2 separate regions of the Pan troglodytes genome follow, and region 1 is linked to region 2. The links are chromatin contacts, called in public HiChIP or PLAC-seq maps. All regions are on one chromosome and are shown on one strand. The core of a region is the stretch at or near the end of the contact, and the rest is flanking DNA. Distances in the headings are between cores, read along the strand shown. Region 1 holds the start of U2SURP (U2 snRNP associated SURP domain containing). Region 2 holds the start of PLS1 (plastin 1).

Evidence for each region. HiChIP or PLAC-seq counts read pairs in DNA pulled down with a chosen protein or histone mark.
Region 1: an H3K4me3 HiChIP or PLAC-seq map of stem cell-derived excitatory neurons shows a contact between it and region 2, with 9 times the contacts expected there. The contact joins the promoter of U2SURP here to the promoter of PLS1 in region 2. A contact is called at or near these places in 2 of 7 Hi-C or Micro-C datasets (blood and stem cell-derived neural progenitor cells) and 1 of 1 datasets of contacts at active chromatin or transcription factors (stem cell-derived excitatory neurons).

What each region holds. Positions count from the first base shown.
Region 1 is chr2:146,209,175-146,211,896 of NHGRI_mPanTro3-v2.0_pri, forward strand. U2SURP (U2 snRNP associated SURP domain containing) reads left to right here and starts at 1,353. Exons shown (of 27, transcript XM_063807232.1): 1 at 1,353-1,875. The coding sequence starts at 1,831.
Region 2 is chr2:145,787,823-145,790,566 of NHGRI_mPanTro3-v2.0_pri, forward strand. It overlaps PLS1 (plastin 1), which reads left to right and starts at 1,323. Exons shown (of 16, transcript XM_054681122.2): 1 at 1,323-1,557. ATR (ATR serine/threonine kinase) reads right to left here and starts at 2,108. Exons shown (of 48, transcript XR_008547125.2): 1 at 1,818-2,108.

The DNA.
Region 1 (2,722 bases), core at 103-2,602, 420 kb after region 2:
ATTAGACTTCAATGAGAGGGCAGGGCAAGGTTGAGGGAAGAGGCCCAGAACTGAAAAAGTATGACAGAATCCAGCAGTAGAAGTAAATTCCATTGGGTTGGAGGGTGCAAGTCATTCTAATTTCATGTGTAGCACTTGTCACTTTCAGATCATTTCTTGTTTACTGTCTGTTCTTCTACCCTCATACCCTCACAGAGAATAGGAGGCCTGGCCTGCTGATTCCTTAGTGGCTGGCATCTATGTCTGTTAATCTTTCTTGAGGGCCAGCCTTGTGTCAGATCCTGTTCTAAGTGCTTCCCTCGCTCCCCACCCCCGCCATTCAACAAAATTCTACTTCTTCAGAGCTGGTTCAAATGCTTTCTTCTCTATGACCACCCCCCTGCCCCGCCCCGTCTCTTTTCCTCACTCCTACTCTCAGAATTAATTACTTCTTTCAGAGGTCCCTCAGCTATTGATCCTTCCTTGCAGCATCAATTATGCATAGTGTCAGTTTGCGGTTTCCTTGTCTCCTCCATTTCTCATTAAGTTTTAAATCATATGAAGACAGTGCATGTTTATCTGTCTCTGTAAGCCCTACAACACTTTGGGCAGGCTTTTACACACAAAACGGGGCTCAAAAATATTTTGAATAAATGATTTAGGGAGAGGTCCACAAACGCCCTCCACTCCCACCCTAGTCCTCAGAGCAATACTTTAAAATAAAAATCTGACCATTTCAACCTTGTTAAAGGCCGATCTTCATTCTGAGAACAGAATTCTAACTCCTAAGCACGATGGTGACCTCAGGGCGCTGTGTGAACCTGCACCCGCACCCCTGTCCAACCACGTCCCTCCCCACACCTGGTCTAATAAAACGACTGCTTTAGGTGACCTGCACGATCGGCTGTACTGATTCATGCCACAGGCTTTTACCTCAATTACTCCCTCCGTCTGGAATGTCCTTTCTTTCCTTGCCTGGCCTGATTCAGGCATGGCCTTCTCAAGCAAGCTTTCCGTCTTTGAATCTAGGCCCTGATTAAGAACTTTTTAAAAAAGTACTAAGTTCAGAAAAGTTTAATATGGTGTTCCCCCATTTATGTGATTAAAAATGAAAACAATACTAAAGTGTAAAATGTAATCTTTAAAATGTCACACAACTTTACATGCATGCTAGATTTAGAATACCGTCTGTATTTACGATTTTCTCTTATTGACTGTCTCCACGCGCACCCACTCTGCAGACGCCCTAAAGAGTGTCTATCGGATCACCCTCAGGTTGGGTCAAACGCTCCTCTTCTCGGCTTTTCGGGAGCAACCCTATCTCAACATTCACCATCTTAAGATGAGCAGACTGCAAGTTTGCCTCTCCCACCAGCATGGGAGCTGCCGAAGCGGCAAGAACAGCGTTTCCGTCCACCGAGCGCCAGGTCACCAGTCAGCTCCAGTCCTATTTTGAGTTGAAGTAAAAGCTCCTCCCTAGATGGCCAGTGCACGTCTTTAAAAAGCGACTCCTTTCCCACAAAGGAAATACGACTGGTTCGCATCTATCAAGGGTTGGCGTTGGGATAAGAGAGTGAAGTATCAGCTGGCCCTGGACAAGGAGATTCTCTGAATTCCCGGACCCAATAACGCGACCAAGCACCGTGACTCCCAGGAAAACTAGCGGAGTGAGCGCGGCGGAGGAAATTACTGACACCGGAAGTCACGTGAGCGGCTGCCCCTAAGGTCGCTATCTCGACAGTCGACTATTCAGCCTCGCAGGCTCCTCTGGCGGGCTTCACTGAGATCCGCTGTTTCGGTGCTCGACTCGCCCGTGCTGCTGCCGCCGCCGAAGGAGGGGCAAAGCTCAAGATGGCGGACAAAACGCCAGGCGGATCTCAGAAGGCCAGTTCAAAGGTAATTTCTGACAAAATTTCGTAAGTCAGCGGGTCTGCCACTGTCGTCTGGGGCCCACAGACGCTTCTGGCCTGTGAGAGGCGATTGGGATTGGGGTCTGCATTCTAGTCGCGACGGTAGGCCCGGGCGCCGCCGCACCGTGGTGCGCAGGTTGAGAGGCCTGGTATCTCCCCATAGTCCCAGCCGGGATTCAGCTCGAGACTGGCGTGCCCAGGGGGTGGAGGCGTGAGTGCTTCGGCCCGCGCTTGGCATTGGAGTGAAATCAGGAATTCAGATTGAGGTCCGAAGCCGTGAAAACGCTCTCCTGTATCTCAGCTTCCTGCGCCCTGAGACCGCCAGACAGCGCCTGGGAGAGAGGCGGGAATCGCTTCCCGGTGCTTAAATGTCTGCAGCTTTTTTCTCGGTTTTGGATCTCACTCACTTCCGGCCTCCCTCAGTTTCCCTCCAAGGAATGAATAACCTCTAGGGTCGCCAGCTGTGAGGGGAGGACCACTAGGGCAAAGACGCGGAGTGGGAAATGCAGAGGCGGGAGCAGCTTTCCTTTGCAGTGCTGCATAGCCAAGGTTAATGTACACTCTACACGTGGTCCTTACCTTAACGGGAAGTAAAGAGCACTTTTGAGGGTAGAGGACTCGTGGTCTCTTTCTTCATGTTGAAGAAACAGTGAAAAGAGAAGCTCCGTAGACTTGTAAGCTACATACGATTAGTAAATTGCATTTGTGTTTACAGGGAACCCTGGGCACGTATTGTGAAACCAGTGAGCTGTGGTAGTAGTTAAGCATTAGTACGGTTGGGTTCTTAGTTGCCATCTTGGGCGGAACATTTAATCGGTTTTTGGTTTGGGTTT
Region 2 (2,744 bases), core at 73-2,572:
AAAAAACAATAGGACAAAATTTATCTGAGGGACTGAGGAAGAGCAGCCCATAAATTAGAACACTAATATCTCTTTTTATTTCAGTAGTCTAATTGCCATAGTCAATTAAGAGGAAACATTTTGGAAGAAAAGGCCTTGAAAGCTTGAATCTGAAACCTAGCTCTGATATCTGCTAGCTGTGCCTTTGGTTCTTCAACTTCTCTGTCCCTTTTTCTTAAACAGTGGTAACACTTGTTCCATTCTATGTCATGGATATACTATGAAAATTGATTAGCTTTTTTGATTCAAGTAGTTGTAATGAAAAAGCCATGACAATTAAAAACTATTAGACAACTCTCTGTGGGTCAGTTTTTCTATTCTTTCTCTTGGAATAGCTACAAATAAATGAAAGGTAACATAAACTCTACTGATGAAACCGACAATATATAATCCAAGAACCAATTATTTTTATTAACAGGACTCACGGAGGAAGACAGAAGAGGGAAGAGAAGTATTAACCAGTTAATTCTACTTTAAAGCAAAGTGGCAAAAATATACTCAGCTTCACAATGAGCCTGAAAGATGAAATTTGTAAACCAACTTCCTACAATGATCACTTTTCTTCCTCTTCTTTTAGAGAGGTAGAAGTTATTTTATAAACTAAACACAAAGTATACTTGCCACAGATAAAAAGTGGAAAAAATTCACACACTCAAAAATAGTGATGCAGTTACGACAAGAATGGTCCCTTCATTTATCTTTTTATTCATATATTGAGACTAAATTATTTGGATGGCCAACCAGTGGAAATGAACACAACTGCGCTGCAAAAAGAAAGAGAAGTAGCTATCCCATTGGCTTAATGTCAGCTTTGACTTTGTGTGGAAAGTTTTCAAACAGTTTAAGAAATTGGGAAGCAGTTATTCCAAATGATAATTTAACTGCGGTAGCAGCACAAGCTTATTTATTTCTTGTTCGCAGTAGTGTAGAATTAAAACAAACAAAGCAAAACAAGCTCTACCGAGTCTTTAGGCCTGGTTCAGGGAAGCCTGCCTGTGTATTGAAGAGGTGTGAGAGCCATCAACACCTCTCCCTCCTTGTGGTAAGATACTGGTTTTCATGAGGTTTACAGACAACATTCATTTGCAAATGAAATATTAAATTGTCTCCAAATTTTGGCAACACTCTGTGCACGCTGAGATTTTGTGGACCCAGGGGTCTATCTCTCCAATTTCTGACTAAAATAACGGATCGGGAACTGGACGATCAATACGAGGGAGGTTACATCTTCAATATGTACTATGACTTCACTTCAAAGAAAAAAACTGCCTTTTCCAGCAAGTGATGTCACTTGCAGAAAATGAGAAGCGGTGATTTTCTTTCAAGGGCAGTTTGGGGACAAAATGTAAGGCTAAAAACCAATTCCTCCACGAGTGATCACAAAGAACAGAAACTGATGGGTCAAGTCCCTCGTCTAAGGAAAAAGATTTTCGAGAAGAAAATGAGTGTAGAAAAGTGACCAGAAAGCGATCAGCAGGGACTCTTCCTCCAGCTGCAGGAAGCAAACTCTCGATCGGGGTGAGTGGTAAACCAGGGCCGGCAGACGCCTCTCTCCCCCACGGACCGGCTTCCCGCAGGTTTGTGGCGACTGCCCCATGTCCTATCAACGGGCACTCTGAGGGAGAAGCGCCCAAATCAGCCACGGAGCATCTCCACAAGGGCCGCAGCGGGGGCTTAGGGGATCCCAGCCATAGCGCAGCAGGGGAGGGGAGAGCACGTGAAACCCAAGCCGGAATCAGCGGAGGAGGATGCAGGACCCAGGCTGGGCCTAGCCCTACCTGCCCAGCTCCCGCAGGGCGGGGATCATGGAAGCCAGCTCCAGGCCATGTTCCCCCATGCTGAGGCTGCGAGGCACTAGTCAACCACGCCAACGCGGGTTCCCGGCGTCTCCAAAGCTACCGCTGCCGGAAGAGCGCGGCGCCCGACGGAGCCGTGTGGAGGCCAAAACTCCTCCCGGAAGCCGCTACTGGCCCCGCTTGCCAGGCCCAGCGTCTTTTCTGCATAGGACCCGGGGGAAGCCGGGAAGCCGTTAGGGGGCGGGGCAAGCGGGCGGGCGGGCGCGCGTCGGTCAAGTTTCCCGGGTCGCGTCAGGCTTCTTTCTCAGCACCGAGCGAGCGACGTTCGTGAAGCTTTCGTTTTGAGCGGCCAGACACTGCTGTTCTCAAGCCTGGGAGGCACAGCGAAGCAAGACTTCCGCATCGGGGGAGGATAGGGCTTGAGGCCCGCCAGCCCAGACTCGCTTCACAAATGTGAGAACTATGACAGTTCAGCGAGTAAAGGCCAAGAGTAGACTCCAGGTTTCCCCAGAGTAACGCTCTCACATTTTAAAAGTTCCTCACGTTCCCACCGCTCTTGTCCCTCTTTCTGAGAGATACAGGCCAAAAGGTGGGCTCTCCCTGTTTTTTTCCTTTTAAGCATTTTTTTTCAACTTGAAGTCACTGTTAGGTTTCGTTGAGGACCCTACCAACTTTTAATATTTGAAAATGGGGTTGGATTATATTTGTGTCTCATCAAATCAGCAACAGTACTGTGTGTGGAAATGCCACCATTACGGGCATCCACAACCTGTGATTTAATTTTTAAAGTAAATCAATGGATTTTGGCAATACACATTTTCTAGCTCAACTCAATTTATTGGAAAGATGACCACCATAAGAGATTGTTGACATGTCAAAGTTATGTAGTTAATCACTCAAAGTCATGCA